7 separate regions of the Mus musculus genome follow, and all the other regions are linked to region 1. Evidence: chromatin contacts called from public promoter capture Hi-C data. All regions are on one chromosome and are shown on one strand. The core of a region is the stretch at or near the end of the contact, and the rest is flanking DNA. Distances in the headings are between cores, read along the strand shown. Region 1 holds the start of Dync1i2 (dynein cytoplasmic 1 intermediate chain 2). Region 2 holds the start of Atf2 (activating transcription factor 2). Region 3 holds the start of Wipf1 (WAS/WASL interacting protein family, member 1). Region 4 holds the start of Gpr155 (G protein-coupled receptor 155). Region 5 holds the start of Cir1 (corepressor interacting with RBPJ, 1). Region 6 holds the start of Sp9 (trans-acting transcription factor 9). Region 7 holds the start of Spc25 (SPC25, NDC80 kinetochore complex component, homolog (S. cerevisiae)).

Region 1 (2,554 bases), core at 39-2,538:
AAGGGCAAATTTGGTAAGGAGGAAAAATTCATCTATGAAAATGAAAAACATTCTTCTATGTAAATGAAAAAGGGAGAATTCTTGGTAGCGTACTTCAGAAAGACAGGACAGTGGGCAAAAACTAGTGAGCAAGTAACAGGAAATCCCTTTAATATACACTTTTTTTTCCATTTTTTATTAGGTATTTAGCTCATTTACATTTCCAATGCTATACCAAAAGTCCCCCATACCCACCCACCCCCACTCCCCTACCCACCCACTCCCCCTTTTTGGCCCTGGCGTTCCCCTGTACTGGGGCATACAATGTTTGCGTATCCAATGGGCCTCTCTTTCCAGTGATGGCCGACTAGGCCATCTTTTGATACATATGCAGCTAGAATATACACTCTTATATATACTCCCAACCAAGTCATTTGAACAAACTCGCAAAGCAAAGCTCGTGTTTCTTCACCCACTCTTTTCAGGTCTCTAAAAAGCTTCATACTGTAAGGGCTGTTGAAGAAAGTTTCCATACACATCACTCTGTATGATTTTTTTTTGTATTATGTATGATAAATAATACATATTATTTTCTGTTTAGGACCAATTGTCAACAATATACCAATACTGCCTGGAATCTAGTTTGAAGAAATACTTCTTCCTTCAACTCTAACTATTTTGTCCCGCTGAAGCACGGGCGATCAGTTAGCTCCCTCATTATCAGACAGGTCAGGGCCTCTGCTCCGTGACTGACAGGTTCATTTTCTTAAAACTCCGGAAAAAGGAAAGTGTCTAGAATGATGTTTACAATCACAGTGTTCAGAGACCTCCAACACACACGCTAGGTGCCTGGTCATTGCTACTGACCCAAGTAGTAGTGATCTTTATTAATAAAAACCAAGCAAAGCTTAAGGAATTACTTTCTCCCTAGGCTTAAGGCCAAGAGGGTGCGGTCCGGGCTGGGGTGTGTCCGAGGTCCACCAGACGGGTGCAGGACAAATCCCGAGGGTCCAGGCCGCCTGCGGAGGGTCCCGAAGGGTTGCCAAGGGCCCTGGTGGCCTCCCCAGGCCGCTTTGAGTCACCCGGGCCGGCGCTGTCAGAATATCGGCCGGGCGGCCCTACGAGCTCCAAAGCGGCCATCAGAGGCAAAAGGGACTTGAAGGAAGCGCGGCCGACCGACCTGTCAGGTGGCGGAGTGGAGATCGCTTTCTCTGGCCGGTAACTTCCCGGGAACGTCCCTCTCCAACTGTCGCCGCCGCAGATCCGCGGCGTCCCAAGCACACAAAGAGGGATGGGCGGCGGCCGCTACGGCGAGAGCCGAGGGACAAATGGCTGCGCCGAGACGCGGTCTCACACAGAATCAGAGTCTTTGCCGCCCAGCGCAGAGGGGCGGCCTCTCCGTGACTTACCTTTTGTAAAACAGAATCTCCCGGTTGAAACAGATACACCGGCCCGGGGCCCGAAGCGTTTCCGCTTTGGCAAAAGCTGGACAACCACACCTCACATCCTGGGGCGGAGCCCTCAATACCTCCAGAGAACTTCAAGTCCCGGCAACCAGGCGCCCTGCCTGGGCGAGCGAAGCTCTGTGGGAGTTGTGGTCCCACTAGAGGCAAGGAATGCTGGGATATGTAGTCAGTCTTAGCTTTCCTGTCCCCAGCACCAAGGCCATCTTTCTGCCCTTAAAATGCTAATGAGAACATTCCAGAGTTTGTATTGAAGGTGTTTTCTTCCGTGGAACAATGATTACAATGCAGCATGTGCTGCTTAAGGTCTGTGGCCCAACATTAACAAAATCTTAAGTCCTGTTTTTCCATAATGAACCTGAGAAAAGGGCATTTTAAGAAGTTTATTTATAGGCATGTGCTCGTAGATTGATTTGCAGGGGCCATGGATTATTGAGGATTCTTGTAGCATGTGACACAAGATCAAAAATAAACATATATTGGGGCTGGAGAGATGGCTCAACTGTTAAGAGCACTGGCTGCTCTTCCAGAGGTCCTGAGTTCAATTCCCAGCGACCACATTGGTGACTCACAACCATCTGTAATGAGATCTGATGCCCTCTTCTGGTGTGTCTGAAGATAGCTACAGTGTTCTTGTATAAATAAAATAAATAAATCTTTAAATAAAAATATATTAATTTAAGCAGGGCATGGTGGCGCACGCCTTTAATCCCAGCACTCCGGAGACAGTGGCAGAGGCAGGCGGATTTCTTAGTTCAAGGCCAGCCTGGTCTACAAAGTGAGTTCCAGGACAACCAGGGCTATACAGAGAAACCCTGTCTCTAAAAACAAAACAAAACAAAACAAAACAAAAAAATAATTAGCATAAAAATAATTTCTAGTATTTTATAACAGAATAGTTTCCTCCAAAAAGTGTGTTTGGTAAGAAAGCATTTTATACTATTGGATCTGGTTAGATTTTTAATATAAAGAAAATAATTGAAATAAGAATTTACCAGAAGTGCATGGGCTGATGCATGTGGCTTGAAGAATTTATTTGAATAATCTGAAGCATTATTTGCCAAGTATTAAAGCGTTATTTGCTAAATATTAAAGGTAATACCAAAGCATTA
Region 2 (2,554 bases), core at 25-2,524, 2.7 Mb before region 1:
TGGTCTACAGAGTGAGTTCCAGGTCAGCCAGGGCTACACAGAGAAACCCTGCCTCGAAAATTTAAAAAAATAAAAAAATTAATACCGATCTCTTAAGCTTTAAATGAATGAAGTGATTCTATTGAAATTAATAATTTTAATTAATTTCTTAATTCTACGTCAGGTACCCTGGAAGTGGAGTTATAGACGGCTTAAGGGTTACTTGCGGATGTCCTGGAACTCACTCTGTAGACCAGGCTGGCCTTGAACTTAGAAATCCGTCTGCCTCTGCCTTCCGAGTGCTGGGATTAAAGGCGTGAGCCACCACGCCCGGCTCGCATCCAGTACTGTTAACCGCTGAGACATCTCTTCGGTCCCTGAAATTTGTATTTTTATATCTAACTAAGTAAAGGAAATTTGATAAAAGAAACACTCATAATTACAAGAATTTTTCTCTAGGAAAAAGATCGTTGCTTTGTTTTAAAATATGGTGACATGGGGGTGGAAGACGGTGTATTTCCTTTTGATCACTGCCTTTGAACATACTCGTATGTAATATACCATATACTTGACATAGGGTGGTGGGGAAGATCGGCTCCAGTTCTGGCTTAGTAAAATCCGAACAAAGAACTCTCTAAGAAAAGGTTTCTATTTTCTACGCAGGGCTGACTTATTTTGCTTCAGTGTGCACATGGGGGCGGAGGTGATGACTGGCAAACCCCGACTCTCCAAAACCTTAAGCGTAGCTCTCTCTCCAGCTCTGGCTTCTCGGTACACGGAGAGTGGTCCAGAAGCGCTTCTCCCTTCATAGTCTCATATCCCTAGCGAAGTCAGAAACCAATACGACAGAGACATCCGGCGCCAGGGCTGGGCTCCTTTAGGCTCCCCGACCTCACCTTTCTTCTCTCACACCGCCCACGCCCTCCTGCTCGCTCCTCCGCCACCTGCGCGCGCGCCCCAGATCCGGTGCAGCTTCTCGTGCCCGCCTCCCGACGGCTGCCAATCACAGCTTTCTGCAGTTCCCTGGTTACCGAAACAACGGTCCTTGGGCACCTTGGCCACGCCCCTTTGGACCTGCTTCCCGCCTTTCGTGCTTTTCGCCCAATCACTCGCGTCCGAGTGTTCTTTGGTTCCCGCCTCCCCGCCCCCGCCCTCCTGAAGACCCGCCCTTTTTCCGAGGCACGACGGAGTCACCTGACCCGCGGGCGCTCCCTCGGTGGAAAGCAGGAAGGGGCGTGTGCGTGAAGGGGAGGGGCGCAAGAAGAAAGCGGCAGGGATGCCGGGAGTGGGGCGGGGAGAAGGTTTGTCAGTCGGATCTCGCGAGAGAGGACGGAAGCCTGTGGGAGCCCGTGGCCTTTAAAGTGCGATTCAGCCCTCTCCTCCGGGGCTAGTTTGTAAACACGGCCGGCCTCCGGGCTCGCGGGTGGCTGGCAGGACCATGAATTAGTGACCTGGAAAGGTGAGTAATGGTGGAAGGGCCACGGGCTTGGAGGTTGTAGGGATGCAGAGGAAGAAGGTGCTAACATGGCGACGTCGCTGCCTGTAGTCTCCACCCCCCGCCTCCCACCCCTTTTGCGCCCCTGCTGTGGACCCCAACCCTACGGACGGCGGTGGCCGCGTTGCCGCCTCTGGTCTGGCGGAGCGACCGGACCGTTAGGTAACGCGCTGCGGCTCCGGCCGGCCCCTCCCTCGCGCGCTTTCCCAAGCCTGAGCGAGAAGGAATAACGGCTCTTCTCCGACCCCTCCCTCCGACTTCTCCTCTGGTGTGGTCACTTGAGAGGTCCCCGAGGCGCCCTTCGGATCCGCCCATCTGTCGGGGAGACCCCCGCCGCTAGTCCTTGATCGCGCTGCCCAGAGGGCCCACGCTGGGCTCCCCACCGGGGACTCGGGCGATCGAGGGTTTGGGATGGTGCGTTGAAGGATTGGGAAGCAAGGGTCTCTGGCCTCGGTGGAACGTGATGGAGCCAATGGTAATGGAGAACCTGCTGGTGGTCTCGGCCTTTTCTGTCCTTTCTGCCGCCCTCACACTCCCGCCGCCGCCACCCCCCCCTTTCCAGGTGGGGCGGGGCTGAGGTGTGGGTGCAGGTTGATTCTGCTATTCCCCCCCACACCCCATTTACTTCGACCGGTGTTCTGCAGAGCTTTTGTAGGAAAATAATCTGTGCCTTTTATTACCCCAGGGACAAGGAAGAGAGGTAGGGAGAGATGTGTGTATGTCTCCCCGGGATGCTCACTCATTGAACCAGACCTTGGAGGAGATGGGAACTATTTTTATGCACATAGGTATTATAAAATTGTCTCTTCTTTAATGGAGACTCTTAAACTGGGAAGGTCGAGTAAAACTACCACCAGTATAATTGAGTAAAAGGGATACTCATGATAGACTCTAGGCCCATCGACTAATACCTAGTTTACCTTGTGGAAGTCACAGTTTCTTGGGGATTATAAACTAGGGACACGTTCACACCAGATGCAGGTAATGCTGTTTTTAACATCTGACCAAACACGGACTGTTCTGAGCTCAGTTTGTCCTGTTTGAAGAAATTCTTAACCCTTGGCCATTGTCAAGTAATAA
Region 3 (2,554 bases), core at 34-2,533, 2.3 Mb before region 1:
ACTTGCTGCTCTTAACAGAGGACACTTAGATTCCCAGCATCTACGTGGTAGCTCCCAACCGTCTGTAATTCCATTATCAGGGCATCCCACACCTTCTTATGGCCTCTGTGGCACCAGGCAAGCACATGATACAGATAGATATATTTGCAGGCAAACCACTTGTACACATTAAATAAATACATACATAAAAGGCAAATATAGCATAGACCTTAGACGAATACAGTTAACAGTGGGAGTTTGTAACCATCCTGGAATTCATGGTGAGACCTAAAAATAACAAAAACAAAACAAAAAGGAAAGAGTGCATTTAGAGACTCCTACCAAAAAAAAAAAAAAAACAAACAAACAAACAAAAAAAAAAACAAAAAAAAACGCTAATAAGAGTTTAGGAGAGGTGGCCCTGTCGCTGTCTTTCCAGGATTATCGTATCCGCCAGAAGCATGTCACAGAGACTGCACACATAGGGACAACTCAGCACAGAAAGCCTGAAGCCGAGGCATTCTAGATGCCACATTCTGAGGTGCATCTTTCAAAGCTTCCCTGCCTTTACCCAGAGAGCTACGTCGTCTCGGTAGCTTTACTATCCGGTCCAGTAGTTATACTGACCATAACTGTCTTTGTCTTTCAAATGTATATGTTCTAATGTGTCATCCCAGTGTTAACTTGCCTTTAAGGCCTGATAGTGGTGTTTTTGAGAACTGGCAAGAGCCATGTGAAAGGGCCTCGGGTTTCTCCTTATACTCGCTCGGCTCTTGATCTTTCTATGTTTGCAGAAGTCGGTGGAAAAAAAAAAAAAAAAGATTCCAAGAATCCCAACCGATAGGCACCTTACCCTGGGAAGAGCTGTGCGCTCCCAGTGGGCGGGGATTGGGGACGCGCGTGGCCCTTGGGCTTCAGTGGGGCCACTCCATCTTAGAAGCCAGTTTTTACAGTGAATGGAAACTTTTAAGTTTCTCAAAGCGGGGGGCGCCCTCTGATTCGGGAGCGGAGTGGAGATGACCGGAAAAGGCTTTCCCTGTGTTGGGGGGAGAGCACCCCACTCGGAGGCCCGGGTAGTTTCTAGGGACAGCGTCTTGGGTTGGGTATCCCTTCCAGGTCCGGCTCCTGGGCGCACGCAGGTCCGGACCCCTCGGCCTCCGCCCCGGGGAGAGCCCAGCCCAGGCTCCGGTCCCGCCGGCCTCGGAAGTCAGGGCGCGGCGAGGGCGAAGGGCGAAGGGCCAGCGGCTGCCTCGGCGTCCGCGTGTGGCGGGGGCCGTAGGGGGAGGACGCGGGCCGAGGGGGAGGGCGCACATCTCGGCGAAGTTCCCGGATGGTCGCAGCCTCCCGGCGCGGAGCGCTTTTCCTGCCCGCCCCGGCTCAGCCCTGCGGACCCAGAGAGAAGTTTCCCAGAAAAAAATGCCCCGCGCGCCGCGGGGCCGAGGAGCCGCCCGGAGCCGCTGCACGGTAAGGGAGCCGCGCCCCACCATGCAGGGCGCGTCCGGGGTGCACGGAGTTGGGGTGCAGACGGGCGGGTTGTCGGGGCCGCGTCCTCGGCGCCCAGGGGAGCGATCCCCGCTCAGGCCCGCGGTCCAGCCCGCGCGGGAGGAAGGGGCGGCGGCTGCCGGGGCTCGAGATGCCGCGATCCCCGCTGAGCGCTGCGGGGCTGCACCGACCCAGGACCGCCCGTGGACCCGATGGATCTAACCGCGGTCTCCCTGGGATGCCCGGGAACCGCATCTGCAACTCCATCTCCACCGAGGGCGGGTGACTTTGGAGTTTAGGGCTCCCAGAACTTGGCTCCAGTGCTCCCGGGCAGCCTGATCCCGGGTATGGGCGCGCTCTAGGTGCCTATGTCTGCTCCTGAAAGGGCGGCCAGCTCGGGTCAGGGCTTTGCGCCCGGGGCCTCTCCCTAAATCGTGGACCGCTTCCCTTCAGCCTTCATCTCCCGCTACTTTAGCATGCTTTTCTTTTCAAAGAAAGAACAGTGAAACTTAACTAGTGCAAGAGAAATCCAATAGGGATGACCCAGATCCTCGGTTTGTGGCTAGACTTTGAACTCAGATTAACAAAAGGTGTGTCTGTGTGGAACCTGGTTTGACTGGGTCTTGCTTAATCTCCAAGGAATATCCCCGGGCTATAGGCTCCTAACCCCTCAGGGTTTCTACAGTGAGCAGATTTGGTCTCTTTCTCTGAAAATCGCTAGTCTGTCTTGGATCTTCCTTGCCCTTCATCTCTCTGGTTCCTGAGCGGGCCTGCAGGTAGACCCACAGGGACAGCGGACACGTGTGCAGCCTGGGTAGGTTTTCTTTTAACAGCTTCCATATAATTTGAATACTGTATTTTCATTTGATAGATTTTTTTTTGCCTCCTCAAAAAATGCTTATTTCAATAATTGATAAATAACTTAAAAGTTTGTAGATCATGTTTTTGACTTCTTAAAGAGAGAAAGTCTTTCATAAACTATGGGCTCTCTGCTTCTTACAGTGCTCAGGGCACTGCCTTCTACCCTGATTACCTGCCAGTTGCGGTTCACCAGGCTGATCCTCTCAGAGGCATGGGGTGGTGTACACATATG
Region 4 (2,554 bases), core at 26-2,525, 2.2 Mb before region 1:
GTTAATAGTTAAAAGTGAGAAAGACAAAAAATGAACCAAAAGGGAGTAAGCTACATTTTAAAAAATAGTTTCAATTCTGCTCACCTTTCCTTAGGCTTCATATCCTTAAGCCAGCTCTTGGCTTTTCTTTTCTTTTTTTTTCCCATTTTTTATTACATATTTTCTTTATTTACATTTCAAATTTTATCCCCTTTCCTCATTTTCCCTCGGAACCCCCTTCCCCCATCCCATCTCCCTTCCCGGCTTTTATTTTCTTAGTAAACCATATAGTAACTTAATTTAAAGGTGCAAATAGTACTGTACTTTGTACTAAAACTGCACAGATTAATAGGACATAGTAGTGGCCAGACAAAACAGTAAAATTTGCAAAGCAAGATTTCTTTTTAAGAAATACTTACAAAATCACTGAGATCAGGCTTTAAATTAGAAATATTTTTTGTTTCAGAAAATGTCTTCATTTTCACACGTTGACTTCGAGAAGCCCCAGTAGACTTCCGAGAATACTAGGAGATTCCTGTCTGTAAACTAAGAGCATACAGCCAGAGTTCCTCCACAACAGAAAAAGAAGCAGTCGCTGCTGGCAATGTATTCTAAATCAAGCACACAACTAAAGCTTATATTTTAATCTCTTTTGATTTAGGAAGGTCAAGATCATGCTAGCTTGGGAAAGGTAGAAGGCAGGGTTTGAACTCACATCCTTGCATTTATAACTCTATACTATGCAATGACGAGGCTAACCAGGAGAGGAATTGACAGGATTACTGGAAGCTGAGGTTAACCGAAATGATGACAGGCCTTCCTGAGTCTGAGCAGAGGCGGAGGAAACCAATACTGCCAATCCCCACCCGGCCGCCATCTTGTGGGAAGAGAAAAGCCGGAAGTACAGCTACGGGAGACCGGCGGCCAAGTGGCTTTGGCGGAGGCGAAGCATAAGGGCAGGGACTGGGCTGTGTGGCCTCGGGCACCGGGGGTGGAGCGGTGTCGCTTGTCCTTGGGGGCGGGGCCTAAAGGCGAGGTGGAGACCCGCATTCGGGCCTTCTGGCTAGGGGCGGGGCCTTGGGGTGGAGCCCCAGGGCGGAGTGCAGTGTAGCACTGGAGCTTAGGGGTGTGGCCTGACGGCGGGGTGGAGATTTGAAACGCGGACCTCCATGCTGGAGGCGGGGCCTTGGGCGGGGCGGGGCCATGTCCTGAGCTTGGGGGCGGGGCCTCACGGCAGAATGGAGACCGGCTTCTCTGACCTCCAGGCCAGGGGCGGAGCCTGAAGGCGGGGCGGAGGCGGGGAGGAGGCACCGGGCTGCAGACGCCTAAGGTAGCTGACAGGACCGCAGCGGCTCACCCCTCCCTTTCTCGGAACGTGGTTGGGCATCTGCCGCTGGCACACGCCGCTACAAGAGGGTTCGGGGCGGGAGATGACGGCGGTGTGCTCGCTGCTTGGCCCTCTGTGAGCATCGGCTTCCTTCTCCTTGCAGCCGGAGCTGCAGACCTAGCAGGTGAGATGAGCCCCAGTTGCGTTTGCAATGGCCCCTGCCCCTGGGGTCCGGACCAGTGGGCAGCGCCAGGCTGCCCTGGCGCCTCGGCTAGCTGCTGCGCCTGTCCGCCTCTGCTCCACAGAGCCTGCGCCTGAAACCTGCGGGAACACTGGAGATGGTCTGCTCACAAGGGACGACTTGTCCCCTCTGGTGCCAGAGCTGCGGTCCCCAGGGTGCGAAGCACCCCGTTGCACGTGTGCTCACATTGTCATCTCGGACTTTTTACTTTAGCCCAAGGTGGCCTTCGTGTCTGCCCCTCCTGAGCACCTCGGGATCTTTGCGCCAAATTTTCTCCCATACTTCTTTACGGAGCACCTGACGTTGTGACTCCCATGCCCTGGCTTTCCACTTCCACGGGTGTCAGCTGCCCTCGGTATCATCTATTTGGTCAGGGACTCTGCACTCCTTATCTTGGCGGGCCAAAGTCTGATCCTGCAGATTGACAAGGGAAAAGGCAGTGACTGGAGTGCCTGTTGATGTTGAAGAGTGCTTTTTATAGTGCTGCAAGGCATTAGGCTTTTCTCCTGTCTAAAGGATAGGAGTGTTTGAGAAGAGAACAGCCTCAGTTTAAAGCTTTTTCTTTCAAGTCAGTACTGCAGCACATTTGAACTTAATAGCATTTAACCTACAATTTCAGTGCTTTGGTCATGTTATCTAAGTCAGATGTAATGCGACTAGATGGTTTGTATACTTCGTTTTCTAGTGTCTGGCCCAGTGAATTGGCTTTTCCAGTGATAGGACAACTTGTTTGTTCTGCAACAAGTCTTGTTTTTGTAGTTTAAAGGACTGGATGACATTTTTAAAACTTCCTTTGTTGTGGTTCTTGTTAATCTTAAAATGTGCATAAGAAGCGGTTTTTCGTTTTGTTTTGTTTTCATGTTTAAAATGGTATGAGATAAAACTTCAGAGTTATTTTTAGTTTTTTTTTTTCTCCCTTCCTTATTTTGAGACAGCTGCTAATTTAAGTCCTGGCTGGCTTTTCTTTGTAGCTGGGCTTGAACCCATGGTCTTCCTGCCTCTGCCTC
Region 5 (2,554 bases), core at 23-2,522, 2.1 Mb before region 1:
AAATGTTTTATTGAAAGGAAAGCAAAGCAGGATATGATAGCCCACCTGCAATCTCAGGACTCGGCAGGATGAGCTAGAGTTTAAAGCTAGCCTATGTCTCAAAATGACTCAAGAAACAAGTTCACCATGGAACAAGTAAAGGGTCTTCTCCATCTCAAAGATGGGAAGACGTACCAGTTTTTCTTTTGTGTCGCCCCTCTAAATTTCTTGATCTCCTGCTTACTGTGCTCCAAAGTTAGCTACTCCAACACATAATTTAGGCAGGCTATTAATTCTCCTTTTTTCCAGGCCCGTCAGTATTAAAATAAATAAGTAAATAATTATTAAAACACCACCTAGAAGGTGAAAACCCAGCTTGGTGGTGCATGCCTGTAATTGAAGATTGAGCGTTACGTGGACCGCGCCACGAATAACACAAGATAAAAAAACAAAAAACTGGCACACAGCCAACACCCAAATGAAAGCTGACATCCGTTGTACCTTGGCATTCTTATCCTCACCAGACTAAGTGACTATCCTCAGTGGACTAAGCCTTGCTTACCCGAAACTGGGATGGCGGCAACAGCTAAGAAACCCGCACCCAGGGAGAAAGTCGTTGGCCCTAACATGTTCTCATCATTCACGATGTTTGCTGAGCAAACTTCTGCATGGCTAGAAATAACGGAAGGGAGCTGGGTGTAGTGGCGCAGGCCTTTAATCCCAGGCCTGGGAAGGCAAAGGCAGACGGATCTGTTAGTTCAAGGGCAACCAATGCTACATGGCGAGGTATACATAATGATAATAATAATAATAATAATATTATTATTATTATTATAATTATTATTAAACCTTAACAGTAATTGGAAAGGAAGAGCCTAGGTTCTTGAGCTTCTAACAGTCTATTCCCGTGCTTTTGGTAACACCAATCTTCCGAGGCTCACAAACGTCCTACAGTTGCCGGGAGACAACTTAATCTACATGGGAACTGCGCGGCAAAAGAAAATTTTTTTGCAACTGGAGTCGGCGTTGCCAGAAAGTGCTGGGCTCGAACCTCGAGACCTCGCTTGTTCGGGCTGACCGCGCTCGGATCGAAGCTGACGCAGCAGAGCCCGCCGCCGCTCGCGACCCCGCAGAGAGCGAGCATCGCGCACAGGGGGTTCCCCAAGCTTACCTCTGCTGCGCACGCGCGGACGCCGCCAAAGCCGCGGCAGCCACCAGAAGCGACTGCCGGAAGAGAGCAAGAGGGGCGGTGCCAAGCGTCAAACCACGGAAGTAGTCATCCTCCCGACCTCGGAAGTTCTCGCCCAAACTTGCCTAGCAGTTCCGGTGAAGCTCCGGGAGTTTGTTTACGTTCCGAGAAGACCTAGCGGTTGGCTTCTCCGACTCAGACGCCAAGATGGGGAAGTCATTCGCCAATTTCATGTGTAAGAAGGACTTCCATCCTGCGTCCAAATCCAACATCAAGAAGGTGAGTAAAGGCATCCGGAGAGGGCAGAGATTGCTAAGCTCCCTGGGAGGGTCGTATCCTCCTCACGGCTGGAGTCGTCGATCTTTCCCCCTTGCAGGAATGATCCCCCAAGTCCCGCCTGTCAGTCAGTGGGGAGACCCACGCATGGTTTGATAACACTGTCCGTTCAGGATCCGTCTCCTACAGCCCCAAGCCGGTGAACTCTGCTCTGGGTCGAGACTCCTGCTTAACGGAGATCTTCTGGCAGAAATCCTCCCTCTGCTCACTCTCCATCCCGTAGTGTGTTTCTGATGGCTGCGTTCAAGTTGAGCGTTTTAAACAATCACAGGGCAACCAGTTGCTGGACACAGAAGGGCCGTGGCGAGAATTACAGCGCCAAAGAATGGCGACGGGAGAGTGCTTGGGCTTTGGATTCTTAGTTCAGTACAGTTACATGTAGCCCTGAGGCCTCGCACAAAATAGTCAATGATGTGAGCATTAGCCTCGTACACTGTTGATCAAGAATTATCAGTGTCAGTTGCCCTAGTTTGTAAAAATTTTAGGGAGATTAGATGAGATAGTATGGCCAATGACTAGAAACTCGAAATGAAGGCTTAGCACTGTGTGTTAAGAAAAGTACTCAAGTACTCAAAAGTACACAAACTTATGAGAATATATTTCGCTTTTGTTTCCAAACCAGTTGTGGGTCCTGTATATTACCATACATCTAAAGAATGTATATATTAGCATGCATGTACATTAGGATATCTGTGGAAGAAAGTGCAAGAAATGCTAACACTGGTTATCTGCAAATATAGTTACTTAGGTTTTTAAGTCCCTTGGGAGTGGGGAGGGCTTGCCAGATCTCAGCCTTACTCCTTGACCCCAAAAGTCTTGTTCTGTTTATTTTGTAGTACTCCTAATCCCCACGAGTGTATTTCTTTATGTGTTTCATAGCCTCTATTTGAGGTGGGATCTCCTGCAGTCTAAGCTGGCTTCAAACTTGCTGTCTAGGGAGGATAGCCCTGAACTCCTTGTCCTTCTGCCTCCAACCCCCTGCCCCCACCCCCAACCCCCACCCCCGCATGCTGGGATTACAGGTGGAAGCCACTGCAATCAACTACCACT
Region 6 (2,554 bases), core at 16-2,515, 2.1 Mb before region 1:
GTTGCCGATCTTGTTGCAGGTCGCCGCCAGCATGGCCAACGGGGTCGTTCCGAAGCGTGGCTCTTCCTAGAGTGGGTGGGGTGAAGGAGGGAGCGAGGAGGAGGAGGAGGAGGGCAGGGAGAAGTGGGGGAAGACACAAAGTGCACCGGTGAGCAGCCTCGTTCCCCCCGCGCAGATCCCGGAGGGCCCTGGCACCCCGGCTCGCGCCTCCTCCCCGCACGCTGGCGGGGGACGCGCCGCGCCCCGCGCAGGACAGAGGCGACCACGAGCGAGTAGGAAAGTTGTTCCTCAGTGAGACTATAGATCAGAAATGCCTCGGTTTTCGCCACTTCGTTCGCTGCCACCCTTGTCTAGAATCAGACTTGGGTTGACGCCATAAGCCCGCTCATCTCCCAGAAGCTCCCAAGTCGCCCTTCCGGGTGTAGCACGAAGGTAAACACACACAAGAAATAACGGGTGAGGGCGGGGGGTGGTGGCCAAAACAGCCACCCAGTGCTGGAAGAAACTCTTAGAACATTCCTCGAATGAGTGGCTACGACTTGGCTATTTTCTTTTATAGTTCAGAAACGTAGTTTTGATATTTACACAACGCACACGATTACAAAAAGAATCCAAGTATAAGCGGCTTTCAAAGTCAAGGGCAAACTGGGGAGCCACGCTAATGTAAGTGTTTATTAATGTAACTTCGTGGCCTGCAAAACAAGACTTTCCAGAAAACACTGTAATGTAATGCAACAACCCCCAAACCAAGTGGCGGGGGGTGGGGTTGGGAGTGGGGGAGTGATGTTAAAATCAAGAAGGGAAGAAAAGAAACATTCGGCTTTGCCTCAAAAACCAGTTAAAAGGGAACTTGCTTAAGACATTCTTTTCTTGCAAAGGCAAAAGGTCCCAGGTTCCAATAACTTGAAAAGATCGGTTCCAGAAATGTAGAAAATGCTAAAAGGAAACCAGAGCTGTGGTATAGCAACAGTTTCTTGAGAGATTCTGGCCCAGAGAAGCCATAAGAAAACAAAACAAAAACAAAAAACCACCACCAACAACACAAAAACAAAACAAACAAAAATGAGCAAAGCCTTTGCAGCGAGTCTTTTTCACTTACCCCAAGTATAGACGTGGCCATAGCAGGTTTTGGGCTGCGCGGCGAGGCCCGGAGCGGTGTTAAGCCTGGCGGCTGCTGGGAATCACGATTCAGGTCCCGCGCGGCTCCCGCGTCCCGCGCTCGCGCCGAGCGGACTCTGGGCTCCCGCCGGCAAAACTCAGCCTAAGTGCGAGGAGCACCCGCTTTGAAGTGCCGCTGGCTGCGCCTCTCGCCCAATGAGGGCGCAGGCAGAGCAGACGGGAGCTGCCCCGCAGCCAATCAGACGCTCCGAGGGGCCCGAGCCCGGGCTCCTGGCGCGTGCCAGTCAAGTCTGCGGGCGTGGGTGGGAGGGGGGCGGGCTAGGGACAGAAGAAATTACAGTGCAATTAAAAATTTACACACACTCACGTACCAAGCCAGGTTTAAGTACTGTTGAGACCAAGCCGCAGGCCCCCACCACTCCCACCACCCTGGCCACCTTGCTACGTAGGGCTGACAGTCTTCACTCTCCACTTGTGGGAAAGAAGCAGGAGAGGGACACCCCGGCCTAGGGCACAAGCAGAAATGGTCTGCGTTCACTTTGTGTGTACACGTTGTTGCTGCGAAGAACTTGAACTTGTAGCCATCACTCTTGCGATGGATTTATCCTTGTCGTGGTCGTTTTCCCAGATTCCTGCTCCCACCGTACTCTTTTTATACTCAGAGTCCTATTGAGCAGAGGGCGCAAAGGACAGCTGGGCCTCTCCAGGCAGGTCTACACCCACAGACTTGTTAGGAGAGCCCAGAGCCTGCTGCATCCCGCCATTTCCCTCCAGCGGTCTAAGTGACTTCCTAATTGTCGCTCTGGCCTCTGACCCAGGGGGTAATACAAGTGCCTATCACACCAGAAGCTCCTGGTGGTAATTGAGGGCACCCTTTGTATGGCTTCGCCAGCGCCTAGATACCAGGTTAACCCAGTTGTCAAATATGACTAAACAGTGGGACGTGCTGATTATCTGCCAGGTTTTTCTGGGGGCTGGCGTGGGGGTGGGAAGCATCAGCCCATACAACACTCTGCACGAAGCCGCTTATTTTCACATTGTAACAACTTTGGAAACGGAGACCGGCGCGAGCGGCGTCCGCCCCCCCACCGCCACCCCCGCCGAAGCTGCAGCTTGCACCGCTGTTTGTTTAACCCGGTGGAGATTTGCATGTCGGATTTCAGGTTGAAGTCGAGTTTTAGGGGATGTTTATAGAGTCATTTTTCTTGCTTCAGATTCAAACTATCTCCACTGCAGACTGCTAGGGCCTAGAAACTCCGTCTTCAGGGCCAAGGGACTCCAAAGGAAGGCTCATCTTCATCAGGCACCCTGCTGACACAGCCTTTGGAGGACCTCTCCGGAGCCTTCACCGAGAGAGTCTGCGAAAGCCAGGCCACACGTGGGCGCCTCCGCCTTCTGCAAGCTGGAAGCATCTTCAAAGCCTCTCTGGACCTTG
Region 7 (2,554 bases), core at 34-2,533, 2.0 Mb after region 1:
GAAATCCATCTGCCTCTGCCTCCTGAGTGCTGGGATTAAAGGCGTGCACCACTTGGGGATAAAATAGCCATAATCTGGTAGCTTAATCTTATAGTTGGCATTTGGATGCTTAAAGGGAATCAAAGAAATATTAGTATGGTCTACAAGCAAAGGGTTATTTTCAGAAACAATTATCATAATCAAAGATGAAAATAACAATAATTTTTTTTTAATATTGACCATCTCAAGTTCCTTGTTTTCTCTTTCTTTTCTTTTTTCTTTCTTTTTTTTTTTTTTTTTTTTTTTTTTTGGTTTTTCAAGACAGGGTTTCTCTGTGTAGCCCTGGCTGTCCTGGAACTCACTCTGTAGACCTGGCTGGCCTCGAACTCAGAAATCCGCCTGCCTCTGCCTTCCAAGGGCTGGGATTAAACGCGTGTGCCACCACACTTCAAGTTCCTTTTCTTTAAAGGGCATATTCTCAATTCCCTATCTTTCTCAGTTTTACAAAGAAAGATGTAGTTAGCAAGTCTGTTTCATCTGTGAAGTTGTCTTCTAACAAATCTTAGCTTAAAATCTTTACTATTTTTTAAAATTATGTGTATTTTTAATTATATGTTTAATAACTTGGTGGCTTCCATCTGTCTCTCTTCAGGGAGCACCGGTTACTTTAGTATACAGTGTTCTGATCCCATTCAGTTTGAAGTTCTGCGAGATCCAGGAGCTTGTTTTTGCCAGTAGGTCTTAAAATCAACAGCTGAAGGACTGGCGACATGGCTCAAAGTTGCAGGGCGTCTGCTCCTCAGGCAGAGGAGAGGAGTTTGATTATCAGTGGCTCACAACTGTTCCAGGGGATCCGATGCCCCCTTCTGTAAACACGTTCAAACATAAAAATTAAATAAGTAAAATACTCACGATAAATCAATGTTAGAAAAGCTTGGGAAATTCAAACATTAAGTTTGGGTAAATAGTTTGGTAACTTTCAGGATGTTTCAGCCTAATCAATCATAACTGGAGTCTGTTCAAGAGGATTTTCCGTCATTTCCAAAATAAAACGAGTGCAAGGAAGAAGGAAGTATATGTCATAAAAGAAAGCAGTTAAATTTCAATTTTTACATTTTTTTCTTCATTCTGGGGCAAGCCCTTCTACTTCACTATAGACCGCGTCCCAAGCTGTCTCAGCAAAGAACTACGAATCCCAGAATGCTCTGCTCCATAGTTGTCCGCGAGAATTCCGCAGGCCGATATCAACCAATCCTTGCACGGAGAGTCTGCCCTGTCAGCCAATCAGAAGACGGAGTTGAAGGGCGGGTAAGCAGGCGGTGGAGAGTTTGAAATTGAAAGACTGCGCGCTGGAGGAGCAGCAGACCCGGGAGCAGCAGACGGAAGAGCGGCGGGCTGGTTCCTGCCGGACAGGTCCAGTCTGGTGGAGACCGCGGCGTTCCTGGCCGCTCAGGTCGGGAGCCGTTTGAAGGGTTGTGGGGCTTCGCCGACCGCACGCCCGGGCTGAGGGAAGCCGGCCTGGGCATGTCGGCGTGGGTCCGCAGAGCCTGGAATGCGGGCGTCCGCTGTTAGCCGCGGAGTTCGGGTCCTGGCGCTGCTCGGTCCCGATCACACTCCCCTCTTCCGCCCTGCAGGGGGAGGAGTGGACGGAGCAGTCGGCCAGGGGTCTGATGCAGAAAACCTGCAGGTCTGTCTGTCCCCCAACCTCTTCGAGTCTCGGTCTCGTTGCCTGCGAGCAGGTCCTTTAGGAGAAGCGGAGTGACACCGGGGTCCTGTTAAAACATGACTTGAAAGCTTCGTGCAACCTTGTTTTGGTCATATTCTTTCCTCTCCTCCACCTCCCTTCATGCCTTCAGAACAGATTGATGCACATCCACCACAGTTAAGCCCAAATTGGCTTGGATCATCCTGTTGCTAACTACCGGACTGTTAGTGGATTATTTTTATCTTATTTTACATTTTATTAGGTTCTGGCCCAATGTTGACCAGGCTATCTTTGAACTCAAATACCTTCCTCTGCCTCTCTGCCTCTCTGCCTCCGATGTGCTGGGACAGTGCTGGGACAAAAGGCGAAAAAAGGCGTTTAGTTCACACCCTGTTGTGTTTATTTAGAAAAGGTCTCTTGTATATCAGACTGGTCCTGACGTTGGCTGACCTTTACCTCAGATTCTCCTGCCCCCAGCTGGAAATGTTGGAATTAAAGTCTGCCTTTATGCTAGCTGAGTTGCTCAATTATTAACCATTCTGTAGCAAAGTCAACCTGCAGACATAAACTCGAAAATGTGGCTTATTTGGTGTCGATAGCAACTAAAATACAGCTTTGTGCTCTGTTTTGCAGTGTCTTAAAACATAATGGGTGAAGACGAATTGGCACTCTTAAATCAAAGCATCAATGAATTTGGGGATAAGTTCAGAAACAGACTCGATGATAATCATAGTCAAGTGCTGGGACTTAGAGACGCCTTCAAGGACTCCATGAAAGCGTTTTCAGGTACTGCCAGCCCTTAACTCCTAACTTGTGGATTTTGCTGACCTTATTTATTTTTTACTGTTATTTCAGCGGGATTCAAATATC

Evidence for each region. Promoter capture Hi-C pulls out the DNA fragments that hold promoters and counts their contacts. Capture Hi-C pulls out chosen DNA fragments and counts their contacts.
Region 2: a promoter capture Hi-C map of liver shows a contact between it and region 1, with 4 times the contacts expected there. The contact joins the promoter of Atf2 here to the promoter of Dync1i2 in region 1. A contact is called at or near these places in 1 of 39 promoter capture datasets (erythroid cells), 1 of 115 datasets of contacts at active chromatin or transcription factors (astrocytes) and 1 of 9 other capture datasets (liver).
Region 3: a promoter capture Hi-C map of neutrophils shows a contact between it and region 1, with 6 times the contacts expected there. The contact joins the promoter of Wipf1 here to the promoter of Dync1i2 in region 1. A contact is called at or near these places in 2 of 39 promoter capture datasets (neutrophils and pre-B cells).
Region 4: a contact with region 1 is called in a promoter capture Hi-C map of pre-B cells, with 2.9 times the contacts expected there. The contact joins the promoter of Gpr155 here to the promoter of Dync1i2 in region 1. A contact is called at or near these places in 5 of 39 promoter capture datasets (the 3T3-L1 cell line, hippocampal neurons, liver and 1 more), 1 of 115 datasets of contacts at active chromatin or transcription factors (astrocytes) and 1 of 9 other capture datasets (liver).
Region 5: a promoter capture Hi-C map of liver shows a contact between it and region 1, with 6 times the contacts expected there. The contact joins the promoter of Cir1 here to the promoter of Dync1i2 in region 1. A contact is called at or near these places in 5 of 39 promoter capture datasets (the C10 cell line, hippocampal neurons, liver and 1 more).
Region 6: a promoter capture Hi-C map of liver shows a contact between it and region 1, with 8 times the contacts expected there. The contact joins the promoter of Sp9 here to the promoter of Dync1i2 in region 1. A contact is called at or near these places in 1 of 39 promoter capture datasets (liver) and 1 of 115 datasets of contacts at active chromatin or transcription factors (astrocytes).
Region 7: a promoter capture Hi-C map of pre-B cells shows a contact between it and region 1, with 5 times the contacts expected there. The contact joins the promoter of Spc25 here to the promoter of Dync1i2 in region 1. A contact is called at or near these places in 2 of 39 promoter capture datasets (liver and pre-B cells) and 1 of 9 other capture datasets (liver).

Annotation. Positions count from the first base shown.
Region 1 is chr2:71,210,680-71,213,233 of GRCm38.p6, reverse strand. Dync1i2 (dynein cytoplasmic 1 intermediate chain 2) reads right to left here and starts at 1,288. Exons shown (of 16, transcript NM_010064.4): 1 at 1,160-1,288.
Region 2 is chr2:73,891,359-73,893,912 of GRCm38.p6, reverse strand. It overlaps Atf2 (activating transcription factor 2), which reads left to right and starts at 1,274. Exons shown (of 15, transcript NM_001025093.2): 1 at 1,274-1,438. Gm10822 (a long non-coding RNA gene) reads right to left here and starts at 1,505. Exons shown (of 3, transcript XR_003953852.1): 1 at 1,174-1,505; 2 at 876-1,002.
Region 3 is chr2:73,528,216-73,530,769 of GRCm38.p6, reverse strand. Wipf1 (WAS/WASL interacting protein family, member 1) reads left to right here and starts at 1,283. Exons shown (of 8, transcript NM_153138.4): 1 at 1,283-1,443.
Region 4 is chr2:73,385,201-73,387,754 of GRCm38.p6, reverse strand. It overlaps Gpr155 (G protein-coupled receptor 155), which reads left to right and starts at 1,275. Exons shown (of 17, transcript NM_001190297.2): 1 at 1,275-1,490. Gm13707 (a long non-coding RNA gene) reads right to left here and starts at 905. Exons shown (of 9, transcript XR_866430.3): 1 at 399-905.
Region 5 is chr2:73,311,310-73,313,863 of GRCm38.p6, reverse strand. Cir1 (corepressor interacting with RBPJ, 1) reads left to right here and starts at 1,272. Exons shown (of 10, transcript NM_025854.3): 1 at 1,272-1,447. The coding sequence starts at 1,376. It overlaps Scrn3 (secernin 3), which reads right to left and starts at 1,212. Exons shown (of 8, transcript NM_029022.1): 1 at 1,151-1,212.
Region 6 is chr2:73,270,637-73,273,190 of GRCm38.p6, reverse strand. Sp9 (trans-acting transcription factor 9) reads right to left here and starts at 1,265. Exons shown (of 2, transcript NM_001005343.2): 1 at 1,100-1,265; 2 at 1-66. The coding sequence starts at 1,120.
Region 7 is chr2:69,204,942-69,207,495 of GRCm38.p6, reverse strand. Spc25 (SPC25, NDC80 kinetochore complex component, homolog (S. cerevisiae)) reads left to right here and starts at 1,283. Exons shown (of 7, transcript NM_001199124.2): 1 at 1,283-1,432; 2 at 2,318-2,470. The coding sequence starts at 2,332.